Regions from separate parts of the Rattus norvegicus genome. Here region 2 is linked to region 1. A link is a contact called in public Hi-C data. All regions are on one chromosome and are shown on one strand. Each heading gives the region's core, a stretch centred on a gene start, on an enhancer-like site or on the middle of the called end of the contact. The rest is flanking DNA. Distances are from core to core; before and after follow the strand shown.

Evidence for each region. Hi-C and Micro-C count contacts between places; a contact is called where the count stands out from the background.
Region 2: a contact with region 1 is called in a Hi-C map of the A7r5 cell line, with 2.4 times the contacts expected there. The contact joins the promoter of Tead1 here to the enhancer-like site in region 1. A contact is called at or near these places in 3 of 12 Hi-C or Micro-C datasets (the A7r5 cell line, mammary epithelial cells and psoas muscle) and 1 of 1 datasets of contacts at active chromatin or transcription factors (oligodendrocytes).

What each region holds. Positions count from the first base shown.
Region 1 is chr1:175,956,516-175,959,913 of GRCr8, reverse strand. It overlaps Mical2 (microtubule associated monooxygenase, calponin and LIM domain containing 2), which reads right to left. Exons shown (of 31, transcript NM_001395865.1): 29 at 1,616-1,715. Among named protein-coding and RNA genes, the nearest start is that of Parva, 24 kb to the left of the region's middle. Within about 2 kb of position 1,568, at least 9 of the 93 cell types and tissues checked have an H3K27ac peak or open chromatin away from gene starts, as enhancers often do. A contact at or near this core is called in the A7r5 cell line, where this site is marked.
Region 2 is chr1:176,225,323-176,228,691 of GRCr8, reverse strand. It overlaps Tead1 (TEA domain transcription factor 1), which reads right to left and starts at 1,517. Exons shown (of 13, transcript NM_001198589.2): 1 at 1,301-1,517.

The DNA.
Region 1 (3,398 bases), core at 319-2,818:
TCTTCAGCAAGCATGTGTTCTCGTGCTTGGGCTTTGCCTTGGACCTTGGTAAGATTTCATAGTGCTGACACCATTAATCCTTTAGGCTGCTGGTTCCTTGTGTGGTGGGAGGAGGGGCTGCCCTGTGTATCACAGGGAGAAAGCTTAACATCCTTGGCTTCTATTCCTTAGTTTATCAGTCAGAGCCTCACATGTGACAACCAAACACATCTTCCTGGTCACTGTTAAATAGCCTCTGGGGATATCACTCCCCCAATCCCCGACCCTTGAGACCAAGGTCTAGGAGAAAGCCTTTCCCCTAAGGATTAAATGGGTCCACTTCCTTCTTTCATTAGGTAAACATAACCAATTCTGAGACTTGGCTACTGCAATGGGTTGAATAGGAAAGGCATGTCCACATCCGGAGCCCTGAAAGTGGTGAATGTGATGTTTCTTAAAAGGCGGTCTTAGCCGACAAGGTTAGGGACCTCAAGATGGTCACGTTTGGATTATCTTATTGAACTGAAAGCCCAATGAGAGAAGACTTTCTAAGAGAGACATGGAAGAGACACAGGTACACAGAGAAGGCTGGGTGGAGACATAAGATGCTATAGTGACAGAGCCATCACCAAGGAATGGCCAGAGCCACAAGATGAAGAGGAAAGAAGGAGTCTCTGTGAGAGCATCTGGGAGAATGAGGCTCCCTCACCACCTTCATGTGGACTTCTCACTCCCAGACTAAGGGATGGCATTCCTATTGCTGTGACTCACATACTTGATAGTAACTAAGAAACTAGTTAGTCAGCCTGCCTAGGGTCTTATCCTCAGCCATTAATCACTATTAATAATGAATGTAATATTTGAATGGCTTGCCTACTTCTCACCTGGTTCAGAATGCAGACAGGGAAGAGTGACCATCTCTGAAGTCCCCAGATGACCTTTCAGGGGCAGAGTAAAAATGAAAACACCCAGCGTAATTCTAGAGCTTAGTGGCTTATACCTAATGCTATTTTCTCTTTCTCCAGAATGATAGTAGATATAGTGCCCGTTTTCTGGTGCAGAACTGTGTGATGAGTCACGATCTTCTTTCCGACCATCTGACTAGGTCACCAGCCCTTTCTACAAGAAGACACACAGACAGATGGAAGACAGCCAGGGTTCAACCCTTCTTTTGTCAAAATCAGGAAGTGGTCAGGCAGATTCCCCTTGGTTCACACAGAGGGGCCAAGTGCAGATTCCCCACTGATGGTGTGTGTGTGTGCGTGTGTGTGTGTGTGTGTGTGTGTACGTGTGTGTGTATGAGAATATGAGAGAGAGAGAGAGAGAGAGAGAGAGAGAGAGAGAGAGAGAGAGAGAGAGAGAGACTGGGGCACAAGAATGGACTGGCTGCCTTCTAGTTCCTGACCTGCTTCTGAAATCTATTTTAGCCACTGAACTCTGCAGAGAGAGCAGACAACTAAAGAGTCTTTCCACTAATGCCAGCATGATATGCAAGACACAAAATACCAATTTGCCTCAATCACTGTTCTGTATGCACAAAGAAGAAAAACCCTGGGACTCCAGCCAAGGACGGTGAGCCACCCGCTCCTGCTACCAGGCTGTTAGCACTCCCTGTTATCTGTGTTGCCTTACTTACATGATCAGTAGCTCCGACTCATATCGCATTAATTTATTCTTCTCCAGAACCAGCTTAAACCATTCCTGCAAAAGCTGGGCTTCGTCCTGTGTCCCTGAATCTGCTTAAGAAATCAATGGCAAATGGGTTAGATTGGCATTTCTCGCCCCATGATCAAACTGCTTCCGAGCCACTTTAGCGGGCCATGTTTATGGCAAGCAGGGCTCAGCAGGGAAGCAGTTCCTGGCACCCTGTGGATGCCTCAAGGTTATGGGCATAAAATGAAACCCACCTGTGCCTGCTCTGGGGGAGTCCTTCTGGGCATGGAGGGCACGACTACTTCAATTCCAAAGTTGCATGCCCGTGATGACTAATGTTCTTACTACAAAGGACTTATCTCCTGCCTCCTTGTGTGTCCATGAAACTGATGTGTGATTCTGCGTCAGAGAAGCCCTAGCTGCCTGCTGTGACCTTTGCTCATCCTCTTCACCCCTCTGCAAACCAAACTCATAACACATGCCCAGGTGGTGTGTGGTCCCTTCCCAGGCCAGGGATGCTCACACCACTTTTGATCAAAGGCTGGTGATTGGCATTTTGATCCCCCCCCCCAAGAAAAGCCAAATGATGAAAAAAATACAATTAGGATTGAATCCCACAAGAGATAGATTTGTAGTCCTATATTAGTACAGCATAGATACTCCCCTTCATTGAACAGATGCATAATGGGGTACAATGGGCATGCCTGGTGCCCACAAAGGCCAGAGGAGGCTCACAGATCCTCTGGAACTGGAGTTACAGACACTTGTGAGTTTCTGTGTGGTATCAGGGGTCAAACTTGGGTTCTCTGGAAGAGTAGCCAGTGCTTTTAGTTACCGAGACCTCTCTCCAACCCCTGATTCAAGATCTGCAAAAGTATTCTATTGATTTGGCTTATACCAAAGTCAGGGGTTGAGTGATTATTATATTAGCTATCTCAAGACATTCGAGAGAAAGTTCTGTGTATCTACTGAATAATAATACTGTCCGTTAATCTTTGTGACCAGATCAACTCAAATCACAGCAAAGCAACCTTCTGTAGGGTTAGGTGGGGGTCCTGCGTCTGCTCCACCACAGGGCATGGCCACTGGGGAGCCAGGTGAGAAGTTTGACTGTGCTACGCTGTCCCTGGGTGGGTGTCAGGCTGTAGGGCAGCCCTGGGACACCGCTCCAGGGATGGTGAAGTATGGTCTGAGGCGAGGGACTGCTGGAGCTGACTTGGGGGGGATCCCCAGCCCTGTGGTGAGGCTGGGGTAGAAGAATTGAGAATGAAGTGGAGGCCAGAGGGCAAGATCCAGGCGGGGGAAAAGAGTGGGAAACTTCTGCTGGTCGCATGGGGAAAGTCTCTGGCTTGATGAGTGTAGGCTGAAGGCTTGGTGGTGGTGGCGGCCATGGCTGGGAGAGCAGGGAGGCCTTCTACTGGAGATTAGAAGGCAGCTCTGTAGGCCAAGGCCTTTTCCATGGCTCCCCCAGGGCAGATCCCGATATAAAGAATCAGTCTATGGTTTTAAGATGTTTATTGTCATGGTGGAAAGTGGATGAGTAAAACCATACCCCACTTCTCAGGGTGGGTCTGAGATTAAATATCTTTTGCAGGGAGGAGTGTCTGGGAGGGAAAGCTTATTGGCTAAGCCTCCAGTCCTTTAGGTACCTCGTTAGAATGGGGCTCTGTCTTGAGCCTACGTGACTTGTGGTCACATCCTCTACGTGTGGAGGGGCTTGGGGCGTTGCACTTACGTGACTGATGGCCACAAATCTATGGAGGGCT
Region 2 (3,369 bases), core at 268-2,767, 270 kb before region 1:
CTCGGCTCCGGGTAGATTGAGTCTCCCTAACGGGAAGGATCTGTCCACCCGGGGAACCACCTGCCAGCACTCAAGCACACTCTAAGCCACCAGACCACCTAAACTTCCAGAACGAATCCAGGCCACAAGGCGTGGAGGAAACTAAGATTCTGTTACTTTGCATTATCTATAGGAATTGAAATATTTTCCTTTCACTATTTTGAAATATGATCGTATTTACAGACCATTTTGTTCCAAGGACCTTAGCTCCTTTCAAATGGCGCTATTTTAAAACCCGTCCTTGCTACACTCCGATTTCTGGAATATCTGTCTGTAAGTTTCCAGTGCTGAGATCAATTTGCATTTCTGTAAATCACAGACAGCTTCTAAGAACTTAACAAGCCTCCTGAGAAACGCTGGTGGCTGGCATTTCATTGTTTCATAAATATTTTTATACGGGTGACACCATTCAACTTTAAATAAATCCTTAAAAAGAAAGACGATTAAAGACCGAGGAAAACTAGTCTGGGTTTTATTTTCACGGGAAGATAAGTGTGAGCCTTTCATTGTTTTCTACTTCTTTAAATGTAGCTTTGATTTTTTTTTAATGCATTAAAAAAGAAAAAGGAAACTCCTAGAAGTTGAACTTTCTTTCAAACGGGCCTCTGGACTTTGAAAACAAGTGGTGCTGCCGCGAACAAAGGCTAAAAGTGTCCCCAGAATTTTTTTTTTTTTTTGGCCCTCCTGGGGATCGTTTCTCTTCCAATAAACAAACAAATCCCCCAGTATTTCCTACCGAAGGGAAGTTTTCCAGGGAGAGTCTACTCCCGGGTTTGGTGGTAAGTGCGACTCAGTCTTTTTTGGACACAATGTTTCTGCTGACTCCTGAAAATTTTCCACTTGAATGTGCACTGGAGCGGCGGCGGCGGCGGCGGCGGCAGCAGCTCTGGAGAGGCGGCAAGGGCGAGAGAGCCCTCTTTCATCTCCCGGGAGGAGGAGCCGGGATCCGCGCGGACCCCGAAGGGGCCGGGCGCCGGGGGAGTCACCCGGCTGCAGGCTCTAGGCTGCACGCCGGACGCTCTCCCCACCCGTGATCGCGCCGAACTCGGCGCTTCCCAGACAAGGAGCGAGGTGCGCGGGAGAGAGACGCTGGAGAGAGGGGCGCGCAGAAAGCCGAGCGGGGCCGCCTGTTGCCGCGCGAGGTTGCGGCCCAACTTGCTGGGCGGCGGGGCCGCTCCCCTTCGGGAGCCGCACACAAAGCGCCGATCGCGGTGACGCCTAGACAGCCCGCGCCCCCGAGTCCGCCCCGCGCGCAACTTACCTCGGCCGCCCGAGCGGGCGCGGCAAACTTCGGGGCGCTGGGCCACCGCCCCCGCGCTACTCCAGCCGGTACTCCCCGCGGTACTCCCGCGCCCGGCCGCCCCAGCCCGGCCTCGCCGGCTCCCCGGACCAGCAGGGCGCGCCGGGGCAGCTGCCCGCGCTCCGGCGACGTTGCGCGCTGGGGGGTCAGCGCATGGCCTGCGCCCCGCCGCGGCCGCCCCGGGCCCGGGCCCCGGCGCGCGGACTCCCCGCGAGCTGGAAGCGAGTGTGCGAAGTGCTGGGGGGCGCCCGCGGCGGGCGGCGGGGCCGCGGAGGCTCGGCTCGGCTCGGGCGGCGCGGCGCGGCGCGAGCGATGCGAAGAATGTGCGGAATGAGGACAGGAATGAAATGAACGCCAGGACCGAACTCGCTCCGGAGGGGTGGGGCCTCGGTGACGTCATGCCGCCGGGCCCGGGGTGGGGCGTGGCCTGCCGCCGCGGTGACGTCATGATGTGGGGCGGGGCGCGTGGGGCGGGACTTGGCGCCCACGGGGGAGCGAGCCGCGCGCGATGGCGCGCGCTCAGGGCTTTGTGCGGTCCGAGGCGGGGCGGCCGGGTACTAGAAAGGCGGGGTGTGCGCTTTCCTCCTGCTGTGACTCAGTTTACCCCCTCCTGGTGTGCGCTGGCAGCGACGCTCCCAGACTGGAAGGGAGGTTGCTCTTCAGGAAACTGAGGCCGGAGTGGGCAGCTTCCCAGCCCGCCACTCCTCCTCAAGCCGTTTCGCTTTACCCAAGTTCGCGGTGCTCGCGCAAATTCTGGGCTTCGCAGACTGGGTTGGAGCGTCGCAGAGTCCTCGCCCGCTTCCTGCCCTGTCTTTCTAGAAGTGAAGTTCACTCGTACTGCGAGTTTAGTCTAAGGAAATCCTGCACCCACTTAAATAAAATAAAGTCTTGCCTGGCTGCAAAAAGCAGCTTCGCGCCGTCCCTTTATGGAGAACGTAAGAATCAATCATAAACGGTTTGAACTCTGTTTTTGGAGTGGACGACACCGCAGCACTTCAGAAACTCGGGTAAAGTTAACGGTGGCTGGGACAGACATGCTGGCAGTTTGGGCCGGTTGCAGTCCGTAGTTTCCCAGAAAGGAGACGGCCCTTCCCGCACTGGGACTTCCTTCTGGCTTCAGAACAAACTAATGGCGCCTGTTTTGTGCCGGAGTATTCCTGGAGTGTGCATAAACTCAGGAAAGCGAATGGGACTCACTACGCCTTGTTTGCTCGGAAACAACGTTTACCAGTGCGTTTTTAAGGCAAAAATATCTTCCATCCATGCGTTTTTTAAAATTTTATGTCAAGAGAATTGAAGACTCCCATGCCGTTGTAAAAAGTAATACAGAGACATTCTTTGTTCGCTTTGCCCAGCTCTTCCCTAGCCATGTCAGCCAAAATTTTATCCCAGCCGGGGTATTAATTTTCGGGCAGATTTTCCAGATCAACTTAAACACATCATTGTGTATTTGTTTAATTCTATAAATTCTATAATTTCTCACCTGTGTAGATGCCCACCACAATCAAGTACAAATGTGTATTATTTTTAGTTAATAATATGCAGCAATATGACAGGCTGACAATAAGAACCTCATACACCTGGCAGAGTATTAGAAAATGCACAACTATTTTCCCGTTAAAACTCCAGAGGTGTATCTCTTTTCCAGATAACCCCCCATAATACCAGCGAATAAAGTCTCCGGAGAGCAGAAGAAGCTGGAGAGATAGTTCACCAGCGAAAAGCCCTTGCTGCTCTAGTAGATGACCAGGCTCCTGTTAGGTTCCCAACACTCATAAGGTCGCTTTCAACAATCTGTAACTCCAGTTCTGGGAGCACCAGGCACAAACATGGTGTACATACATGCAGGTAAAACATTCATATACATAAATAAATAAGAGGTTGTTTTTTTTTTTTAAGTCTGATAGCAGAGCCAGCCTACCAGTGGGTAAATTTCTAAACCAGTATTTATCTTGCCCATGACAGGCTTGGTTACCCTTCAGACTCCAGTTGCTCCTGGCGATTCGGTGTTCTCTCATTTCTACTGAGTT